Linked DNA regions of Sus scrofa: all the other regions are linked to region 2. A link is a contact called in public HiChIP or PLAC-seq and promoter capture Hi-C data. All regions are on one chromosome and are shown on one strand. The core of a region is the stretch at or near the end of the contact, and the rest is flanking DNA. Distances in the headings are between cores, read along the strand shown.

What was found. Promoter capture Hi-C pulls out the DNA fragments that hold promoters and counts their contacts. HiChIP or PLAC-seq counts read pairs in DNA pulled down with a chosen protein or histone mark.
Region 1: a promoter capture Hi-C map of liver shows a contact between it and region 2, with 6 times the contacts expected there. The contact joins the enhancer-like site here to the promoter of HNRNPA3 in region 2. A contact is called at or near these places in 2 of 5 promoter capture datasets (both in liver), 3 of 47 Hi-C or Micro-C datasets (embryonic fibroblasts, epiblast stem cells and liver) and 2 of 2 datasets of contacts at active chromatin or transcription factors (alveolar macrophages and skeletal muscle).
Region 3: an H3K27ac HiChIP or PLAC-seq map of alveolar macrophages shows a contact between it and region 2. The contact joins the promoter of NFE2L2 here to the promoter of HNRNPA3 in region 2. A contact is called at or near these places in 1 of 5 promoter capture datasets (fetal liver), 2 of 47 Hi-C or Micro-C datasets (heart right ventricle and skeletal muscle) and 2 of 2 datasets of contacts at active chromatin or transcription factors (alveolar macrophages and skeletal muscle).

Annotation. Positions count from the first base shown.
Region 1 is chr15:83,099,873-83,103,398 of Sscrofa11.1, reverse strand. The region is part of intron 2 of NFE2L2 (nuclear factor erythroid 2-related factor 2); the gene reads left to right. Among named protein-coding and RNA genes, the nearest start is that of AGPS, 44 kb to the left of the region's middle. Within about 2 kb of position 1,353, at least 14 of the 83 cell types and tissues checked have an H3K27ac peak or open chromatin away from gene starts, as enhancers often do. A contact at or near this core is called in alveolar macrophages and liver, where this site is marked.
Region 2 is chr15:82,956,287-82,959,883 of Sscrofa11.1, reverse strand. It overlaps HNRNPA3 (heterogeneous nuclear ribonucleoprotein A3), which reads right to left and starts at 1,555. Exons shown (of 10, transcript XM_021075138.1): 1 at 1,400-1,555. The coding sequence starts at 1,471. It overlaps LOC110256983 (a long non-coding RNA gene), which reads left to right and starts at 1,647. Exons shown (of 4, transcript XR_002339079.1): 1 at 1,647-2,158.
Region 3 is chr15:83,144,665-83,148,315 of Sscrofa11.1, reverse strand. It overlaps NFE2L2 (nuclear factor erythroid 2-related factor 2), which reads left to right and starts at 2,131. Exons shown (of 7, transcript XM_021075131.1): 1 at 2,131-2,260. AGPS (alkyldihydroxyacetonephosphate synthase, peroxisomal) reads right to left here and starts at 2,253. Exons shown (of 20, transcript XM_021075128.1): 1 at 1,784-2,253. The coding sequence starts at 2,115.

The DNA of each region.
Region 1 (3,526 bases), core at 104-2,603, 140 kb before region 2:
TCAATTGATCCAAGACTTGTAATTTGCTGGGAGATGGGACAGAAGGACCAAGCACCAAGGAAATTGACAGTGCAATGAAAAAAAAATGTTCGAAGTGATAGGCAATGGCACTAGGCTCAACAGTGATAGAAACGAGCCAGGAAGGCACTGATAGATTGGGAGGAGGAGTAGAAGAGAGGCCAAGAAATAGGAGATTTTGAAATGGTGAAGAGTAAGTAAGAAAACTAGCATGCTAAGAAACAGAAGATATAGAATAGAGAGGGAACCATGTGTAGGTTTGCAGAGAGTAGGAATCCACGGACTCCAGGACTTAAGAGGAAAACAGACCTAGAAAGGAGAGGGTCCCCTTCTCCCTCTGAAATGAGAGGGAAGGAGAAAAGGAATTATCTTGTGTAAATATTTCTTGGCAGAGAATACGCAGAAAGAGGAGGCTCAAGTTATGGAGTCTTGATCTCTTCCATCCTACAAGATGAGAACAACGTGCAGGAGGTGCCATTGTAGCTTGAGGGCAGTAGGAAAGATGTAGAAAAGGAGGGGGGAAGGTATCTATCTTTTTTTTTTTTTTTTTTTTTTTTTTTTTTTGGTCTTTTTAGGGACGCACCCATGGCATGTGGAAATTCCCAGGCTAGGGATCAAATTGGAGCTACAGCTGCTGGCCTACACCTCAGCCACAGCAACTCGGGATTCAAACTGCATCTGCAACCTACACCACAGCTTACTGCAATGCCAGATCCTTAACCCACTGAGTGAGGCCAGGGATCAAACCCACATCCTCATGGATACTAGTCAGCTTAATTACTGCTGAGCCGCAATGGGAACTCCCGGAAGGCATCTATCTTGATTGAAAAATCCAGCGATTGCCTGTTGGTGGTGAGGGCTCAGCTGGAATGGTCAGCTGACATTGGTTTGGATCAGATTTCTAAATTTTCCCCAGCAACATCTTCTGCTTTAAAGCAGAAACAGAAAGTGCATACATGGTAGATTTCATTTGGGATGGGGAATACGAAAACAGGAGGCCATGAATGGCCAAAGGGATGAGGGCAGTAATCAGGATTATTGCTAAAATCATTAACACTCATAACATGCTAAGAGGAAGACACTTGAAGGCTGATGGGTCCCTTGTGCTCTGAGAACAGTGGAGGGCAGGGAGGGGTAGGGCTCACAGCAAGGAGGACAGAGTTCAATGGTCCTGATAAAAGTAACACCCGAATCTTTTAGATATTTTCCCCATAAAATAAAAAGGTGAATGCCCCTTTAAATCATTAACTAAATCAGCATTCAGATCTGGGCAGTCTCTCCCAGGTTGGGCTGTTTTTCTTAGCCAGGAATTGATAAGCTTCTTTGAACCCTCCAGGGCAAGTGAGGCATGATCCCTCTTCCCTGTCTGGACAAGCTTGATCTGGCCTCCTGCCTCCTGCTAAAGCAGGCCTGAGGTATGTGCCAGGATTCTGTGTCTTAGACTAATTATCACATTCCAGAATGCTCTGGGCTCCTCTGATATACCCTTTCAGCTTTTAGAGGGCCCTGTTCTGACCCTCCCTGGCTGTGCCCCTCACCACAGGATGAAAAGACTGGGACCAAGAGAATACTCCCATCAGAACTCACATCAGTTCCCTCTAGACCACACTCCGAGTACCTTGGACCACTTCGGAGCATTTCCTAGCCCCAGTGCTCCAAGCCCAATTTCCAGGCCTGCCTACACTTCCTTCCTGGTTCTCTCCTCTCAAGGGCAGACATGCCAACAGTACACCCACTCTTCAGCATGAGGGTTGCCAGGGGATGTGTGGATGTGTGGTCTGGGGCAGCCACACTCCTGCATGAGAGGCTTTTCTTGGTCAGAGCCAGGGATGGGAAGAGAAGAGAAGAGGGGCAGCTGCAGCCTGGAGTCCAGCAAACCCCATGCCTCTATGTCCTATTGCAGGACTCCAAAAAGTTCAAGAATTACACATTAAAACTTGTTCTTCGGATCATTAGGAAGATAGGGTTATCGAGTTAGGAAAATAGAACATTTTATTTGTAACTTTTACATAGTTAGATATGGGATCTAGACCTCCATTTGTACTTTCCCTCGGCCCCACAAATGTCAGGGGCAGCCGTGGTTCTTGCAGTGTATTATTTGTCTGTTGTGAAGAATAGATCTTCAAAAATTATTATACTAGGTTTATTTGACATTTATTTAGGTCCAAATTGTGTCCCAGGATGGTTAAAAATAAAAATCCATTTAAAATCCTTTTTGGATTTCTCTAAAGTTTTGGTAGCCTAAGCCCTTTCCCTAATTTTTTTTTTTTTTTTTTTTTTTTTTTTTTTTTTTTTTTGTCTTTTTAGGGCCACACTAGTGGCATATGGAGGTTCCCAGGCTAGGGGTCTAATCAGAGCTATAGCTTCAGCCTACACCACAGCCACAGCAGTGCCAGATTGGAGCCGCATCTAGGAACTACACCACAGCTAACAGCAATGCCGATCCTCAACCCACTGAGTGAGGCCGGGGATTGAACTCACAACCTCATGGTTCCCAGTTGGATTTGTTTCCACTGTGCCACGACAGGAACTCCCCCTTTCCCTAATTTTTGATATCATTTTATGTCATTTGATAGAATATGTTTCCTTGGAGTTCCCCTTGTGGCTCAGCAGAAATGAATCTGACTAGTATCCATGAGGATGCAGGTTCGATCTCTGGCCTTGCTATTGACCCTTAGAAACTGAGCGTAGGCCAACAGCTTACAGCTCCGATTCGACCCCTAGCCTGGGGACCTCCATATGCTGCAGGTGTGGCCCTAAAAAGACAAAAAAAAAAAAAAAAAAAAAAAAGAACATGTTTCCTTGTTTTACTAATGTCCATATTTAAGCACAGAAAGAATCTGTAAATGTTTATCCTACTGTGGCTGTCAAGGTACATAGCTCAGCCTTGAATATAAGCCCCAGCAGGTAAACACTGGAACATGTCTTCAGTATATCCCTTGTGATTTTGTGGATGTTATGTATTACATCTTTTTCTTACGTTCCAGGTGCTTACTGATACATTAAATCTGAATGATGTTAAATTTGAGGCCTGTCCTGCAAATCCATGCCTTATACCTTCATTTTCATTATTAGATCTTAATTATAGGAGTAGAATCAGGTAAAGCTGAAAATATCTGGTTATTAAACTGAGAGAAGGGAGAGGAGATGGCCTCTGGATTGCCAGACAGAGTGCACTATTCTCATTCCATTTGCACCTTGAGACAAGCCTTCTACTACATCTTGAATTTCGGAATGAGATATGACCCTTTGAGTGAATCTGTGCTAGGACCTTCCAATAGTGGTTTACAATCTGCCGACCAATCTCAGTGCTTTATTTGGGGGATATCAATGTGAGAAGTGGGAGGCTCAGTTTCTAAGGGTCAAGAGACCATCTAGGCTTGAGAAGATCTATGATTAATGGAGAGCTATGATTAAGTAGGTGCTTAAATGACACAAGGCAGATTTATTAATTGATAGTATTAGAGTTGTTTCTACTTTTTAGATGTTATGAATAGTGATGCTATGA
Region 2 (3,597 bases), core at 306-2,805:
TACTCCTAAAAAGACATGAAAAAATCCACCACGTATCTTGCTTGATACCTTCTTGTAATCGATTTGTTACAACTAATATACTGTAAACAGTTCCTATTCACAGCTGTACAACACCAAAAATGTCAATAACAACATTTTATTTGATCACAAAAAAGGATTTGTGTTAAGTATATTATTTGACAGGAATGGAGCACAATAAAACAAATTGAAATCTAAAAAATTAAGACACGGCCTGACCGTTTCACAATTTAACAAACAAGATCTGCCACTTTATATGCATCCAAAGTCCTTAAAAAGAGTTCACATTTACATTCTAAGGTCTTCCTGTGTCTTCTAAAAGTAGAGACATTAAGCATCTAATATGAAGAGACTATGACATGCTAGGAAAGTTAAATGATTAATAGCCTAAAGTACTACTTCACTTAGTCTCACTTTCCAAGTTCTGATTAAATGTACTTGACGTTACACAAAGTTGACGGAAACTGTAACAGGAAAATTATCTCAAGTAAAAGAAAAAATTCGACTCTAGCTGCAGTCCTCTAAAACAAATACCCAAGAAACTACAACGTGAGCCAACCCGTCAGAAAAAAGAAAACATGAGTATCAAAAAGTTTTTAATTTCCTACTTTACATCTACATGCAAATTCTAAGATGCAGTATTTAACCCACATGGTGCAAATCTGCGTATAATTCTAAGTAGTTCAGCAAAAATGGCAGACCAAAAAGTATTTTAAAGCAGCAAACTAAACAAAAAAATTATTTTCAACTGAGTGTTGCGAAGAACACAGCCGAGAGAATCTCTTCTCCTGAGAGAGGTATGTAAGGCCTAAGGCACCGGGAGAACATCCTTGAAAGCACTAGGCCCCAAGCTTCGAGGCCATTTGCGGCATTTTCTGCTGGGCCGCCTCCTTCCTCTCCCTTCCAATCCCACGTTCTCCCGGCGGCGGAGCCAGGCGGCGGCCATTGCGTGCCAATGCGCCATTTCGTAACGCGGCAGCGGATCAATGTCAGTGTGGCCGCCGCCCGCCTGCTAGCTCGCCCGGATGTGCCTGCTCGTCCCCTCCCCTCCCCCACCGCCTCCTCCCAACCGCTCCCGCCGAGGCCCGCCATGCCGTCCTCGGCCTTGGATGCGAGGCCGCGCGGCCGGCGGACCAACTTCCCTCCCGAGGTCTCCCCAGCCACGCCTCGCAGCAAAAGACCACCTGTGCAGACGAAGGAGACGCATGGCGGGCAAGAAGCCCCGAAAAAACCTCTGAAGCCCGTTCCCCTCCCCCCACCACCGCCCGTCTCAACGCAGAGCGCGGGACAGCCTCCCGGTCCGCCCGGCCTCCCCGCTCCCACCGAGCCAGGCCCTTCATGCTGGCCATTACCCATCAACCCCCCACTCTCCCCCTAATACCTCCTCCCCCCGGCGGCGGCGGCGACGGCCGGAGTCGGGCTGGGGGCGACCGGGCGGCGGTTTTACCTCCATTTTGAGACCGGACTCGCCTCTTCCAACTCGAGTTCAATATGGGACCGAGAGGAAGAGGCGGGGCCAGTGACCACGTGACGCGCCTTCCGCGCGCCGCCGGCCTAGTGGGGGGAGGGGCGAATAGGTGCAGGGCGTGGCCAACTGGGCGCGAAGAGGGACTGGATGAGCGGGTTGGCGGGCAGAGGGTGGGGGCGTGGCAGGCCCCGGGAGCGCGCGCGCTCAGCCAACTTCCAGTGCGACGCCGCCCTAGCCGCCGTTCGCGCCTGGGTGGCTGCGAGGACGTCGTCTGGGTTTCGGCCAATGGCCAGCGCCCACGTCGGGGGAACGCCTCGTGACCGCGCGTCACCGGAGAAAAAGGCTTGTTTCCCTTTCTTCTTGCGCTCCTTTTCCCCTCCCCCACGTGGGCCTCTAGCTTTCCATTACCAAATTCATTTCATTCCCGTGCGTGAATAAAACCACACTTTTCTCTTGTACTTTATGGTTGCAAGAAAGCCCCCTCGGTGTCTTCTCGCGGGTTTCAAAATGCCAGAAACTGGTGTGTGTCTGACTGCGATGCCCACTGTGAGGGCGCGCACTGAAAATTCCTGTGACACCGATTGTGTGTATCTTGAGCACCTTGGAAAGACCTTAAAACGCGCGGCTGACACTGAAATTTCATCCTTAACAGCTGAGGCAGGAGCGTTCGAGGTCAGTTAATTAGGTACACACTGATCTTAAGAAATCTGTTGGCACTATTTTCTGACACTTCTAGTTACTGTGGAAAGAACTGAGCAACTGTTCTCACAGACAGGATTTAAGGAATGATTTACAAGATTGATGAAAAGTAGGATCACCAGATATGCTTCCTATTTGCGAGTGATTTCTATCTTATTTTTATTTGTGAAGTATAACGTAGAAGATCAATTAAGGAGTTAAATACTATGGAGCTAATCTCAGCCTACCTAGTAATTTTTTTTTAGAAATAGATTTATTTATTATTTTTTTGTCTTTTGTCTTTTTAGGGCCGCAGCACATGAAGGCTCCCAGGCTAGGGATCGAATTGGAGCTGCACTTGCCCGCCTACACCACAGCCCCAGAAAGGCAGGATCCAAGCCGCATCTGCGACCTACACCACAGTTCATGGCAATCCAGATTTTTAACCCACTAAGCGAAGCCAGGGATCGAGCCCACAACTAGTAGGGTTTGTTAACTACTGAGCCAAGACGTAAACTCCCTACCTAGTAACTTTAAGTCATTTGAACTTACTAAGCTTTTTTTTTTTTTTTTTTAATTAAAGTATAGTTGATTTACATGCTAAGCTTTAGTTTTAGGGTCTTTTCGAGATTTGGTCATCTCCGACACCCATGACAGCTGTAAATAATTTGTGGATCCGTATTTGAGCAAGGTACTGATAAAAGAGACCACAGTTGGCAGGTTTCCCTACCATGCTAAGAAATGCCCTGTATTTTAATGTACCAACCCTTTAGAATTGATCTGGCCCTCCTTTGGAAAGATCAGAAATCTAATCATTTATATTCTCCATTATTTGAAAAGCAGTTAGCTAATGAATGGGTAATGGTGGGTTCAGAGTTTGGAAAAAAAGGAACACAAAGATCAAGATTTTGATGTTTATCTAGCATTGCCCAAGTGGAACAGTGTTTTATTTGGGAAACAAGAGCAAAAGGTACTCTGTTCTGGGGCAAAAACAGTCACCAGGCCTTAATGTAACTTGAATGAAATAAGCCTCAAAGCATCCTCTGGTTGCTCTGATTCTTTTATCACAAGCAAATTATTACGTGTTCTGCTTATCAGTTACTCAGTGATAGCTAACACAAGTACTTGAGAAAATTTATACCCTTAGTGTCTTATTAATATATAAAGGCTTTGCAACTTTGATTACTATGAAATAGTCATGAATAACTTCTACAATTCTGAGTATAAAGAAAGATGGGAAGTTAAGGACCTTAGGAAGATGGTATTCACACCAAGGTACCCTATGAGACACTGTAAGGGTGATCAAGAAGACTGATCACTTGGCTTCACTTCAGGGCATGTTTGTCTGGGTGCTTCTTAACCAAGTTATTTCTAATCATAACTTCTGTTATTCTTTCTTTGAGTTGTGTTAAATTTTCATATTAATTTGAGAA
Region 3 (3,651 bases), core at 882-3,381, 190 kb before region 2:
TGTGCCTTAGTTCAGAATCACAGCTTTCTTACTGGGATGATAGTCTTCTTTTTAATGGTCTCCTTGTCTTTGGACTCAATAAAAATTGCATCTACCATTTGTTGAAGGGTTATGAAACTGGCACTGCACTAAGCACTTGATCACTTAACTATTCAATTCTCACAGCAACACTGCAAAGCAGGAATTGTTGTCCTCATTTTCACAGATGCGGGGTCTGAAGCGCTGAGAAAGGTTAAGTCTCTCATGCAGCTGGAACTGTGGAGTGGAAATTCAAACTCAGATTTTTGTCCCCACAAACAATATGCTTAAGTGCTTAAACCTTCAACTTAGTCCCCAATGTGACCTTTCTAAAAGGTAAATGTAATCATGTTTTTTGCCCCACATAAAATCCTGCAAACAAGACCAGCCTTTCCAAACCTCATTCCAAGTCATTCTCATCCTGTCCTGCAACACTTCACTCTCAGCAGTCCCCTAATCTGTCTCTCACTGCTTTACTGGTGAACACACAGTTCTTCCGGCAAGAACACTTCTTTGGCAGGCTACTTCCAACACAAACTTCAAGATTTACTCAGACAATCCTTACTCTGGAAAGCCTTCGCCCTAATAAATAAATACCCAAAACTGGGTTAAGTGACTATTTGCTATAGTTATCAGCTAAGTTTCTTATCACACTGTATTATAACAACCTTTTTAGGCTATCAATTCCTTATGAGTAAATAACTGCATTTTTAAATCTCTGTACCCCTAGTAATAGTGAGTATGTAGTAGAGGAAGGACTTATGAATGCTGAATTAATGAATGAATTTATAAGAAGCCGTAGGGTTTAAGAACTTGGCCCTAAAGTTAATTTGACATGCTTTCAAAATCTAAGCTGCCACATGTGCCTATGGAGGCTTCTAAATCTTGGTTTATTTCATAGGTAAAATGAGCAATAACTGTACCTACCTCAGAGTTTGGAGAAAAATAAAAGAAATCGTAGATTTATCAATCTCTGGCACATTGAGACTAGAAATTAAACATTAACAACTTTTTTCACTTTCAAAGTTTATCCATGCTGACAAAGCCACATCTCACAAAATAGCTTTCCCTAGTAGCTTCCTTCTAAGCTTTATATTTCTCCAAAAAACTCGTTAAGACAACCTCATTCACAGACAAGGATCTTTCAGCTTCTGATTACACCAGATCTCAATAACTACCACCACACCCTAAATCACTAACTTGTGTCTGCTGTTTATTGCTTCTTATCCATCCCTCGATTTCCTTCCTCAAAGTCAAAGATCAAACCCCTAAGCAAGAGGAAAACTACGAAGCAACATCTTCTTCCAGGAACCATCACTTCTCCCCACACGCACCCAGGCTTATGCGAATCAGAAAAGATCCATCATTTGGCACAAACTTAAATTTCCTTGGAGAATCATAATTGAACCCCTTCTATTTACTCCAAGACCTTAGCCTCCAAAGTAATAATTCAAAACAGAGAATGAATTTCTGGCATTACGAATTCAAGAAAAAAGGTTCCCTTAAAGCCTTTCCCGATAATAGTTCTTCAGATCTATTACCCTCAAGTAGTGGCCAAAATCCACCATTTCATCCCGCCCCCTTACAGTCAGAGTCAGGGTCTCAACCACTCTTTCTCGAAAAAGAAATGGGTGTGCACTTTCAGGAACAGAGCTGCCTTCTGCCCACCCGTGTCACCTCCCTTTCCACCTTGCCTGTGCCCTCCCGCAGCACAGGCCCGGCCTGGTCCCTTACTGCCAGCTCGCTCCACAGAACCGCTACTCACCGCTTCTTGGGGATGATGCCCGACTCCTGTGCGGCGGGAGTGGCTGCGGGCGCCGCCGTGGCCGCCGCAGCGGCTCTCCGCGCTTTGCACTCATTGGTACTCAGAGCCTCCTGGGGCCGGCCCAGCAGATGACCCGACAAAACCCGCAGCCTCCGCCCCGCGCCGTCCCGCTCCGGGTCCCGATCCCGGTCCGCTGCGGAGCCGGAGCCCGCGCCCGCGCCCGTCCCGCCCGCTGCAGCCGCCGCCTCCGCCATGGCTTCCGCCTTGTGCCGCCGCCCGGGACCGCTGGGCGCGGGTGAAAGGTCACTCAGAGCGGCGCCCGACGCGACCATTCGCTGCGGCGCATCCCGGCAGCCACCGCGGCGACTGGGCGGCGGGTGCCATGCGCCTGGAGCTTCATATTCTCAGCTCCCGCCCACCACGCCTGCCCGCGCGCCCTCGCGGTCACGCCCCAGACCGCCGGCACCTGTCAAGCAGGTGAGTTTGAGCTACCCTGGAATTGGCCTGGCCAGGGTCGAGCTAGATCTGGAGAGAAACCGCAGGCGACCCTGAGGTGTCCTAGTGCCCTGAGTGATGTCCTAGGGCGTGGCCTGAGCCTCTGGAGTACTTTCGGGAGCAGACGCCTTGGAGCTGGAGATCCAGACTGTGCCAAGAACCTGACAAACTTACTCTGTCCTTCCCTGCTGCTCCACCTCTGCTCATCCTCCCTGCGGGGTCACTAAAGTAACTCAAAACTGACACATTGTCTGTAACTATTAGAACAAATAACTATTATTTCTCATGGCCTACTTCGTGCCTGGCGCTGTGCTTATTTCTAGATCTCAATTAAATAATCTCCATTTTACAGATGAAAAACCTAAGACTCAGAGACACTACGTTGCCTGAGAGCATGCAGCTGGTAAATGCCAATACTTAGCTGCAACTGAGGTTCCCTTTCCCTTGTTACTTCATGCTTAGCCCTTCCTTTCTCTAATGGCAGGGAAAGTTTTCTGTTGCAATGGATAAAATTACCCAATAGCTGTTCTTAAGACTTTTCATTTATCTACAAATTGACTTCATTTCTGGAGTGTAACACTTGGTGAAATTAGGAGCATGTCAGTAGGATAGTGCTCCCCAATGATTTTCAGCCAGTTGATCAGTTAGGATTTTATAAGCCACCTTGCAGACCTCAGTCATCAGATGTAAAGTTCAGAGATAAGTCTTGGAAATGGTAAGGGAAAGGAAAGGGTCATCATAAGCATTCTAAACCCAATGAAGTCACCTCCTTTCTGAATAGCCACCTTCTTGCTAACACAGTCTCTGTTTCCAGGTGTTATTTGACTTATACAAAAGAACTATTCAGTACTTCTGAGAAAATTCAGGCAACAGTGAGGAGGACTTGATTTTTATGCCTGATCTCCAGACCTTAAGAGATGGTTAAGCATTAAATATCTAGTCTAGCTACAGAATCATTGAGCCCACTCCTATTTAGGTGCAGCTTCTAATAACCATTGGCTGTTTCAAATAGAGGAGGAATGGGGGAAAAGGGGGGCAGGAGAAAACCTCCTCAAGGAGAAAGCCTCCTCAAGTTTGAGAGTTCATCAGCTCTAGTCTTTGAACTTCTCACAACGTTTCTAGATGTTTCTAGACTATCATTAAAATACCAACTAGCATGTTGTAAAATTCATAGATTTTTTTTTTGCCAAAATGCTGTATAAGCAACAACTTCCTCAATCTTTTTGGAATGAGACAGGTCTATTAATTTTTGCTTGACTGCGAGAGAGCTCAGTCTAATACTGCTGGCATGCTTTAAATGTAAATGTAGTTAACTGACTTCCACTGTCTTTCTCAATTCGAGGTTGGACATGCTTTTTGTCATCTCAGAGGAG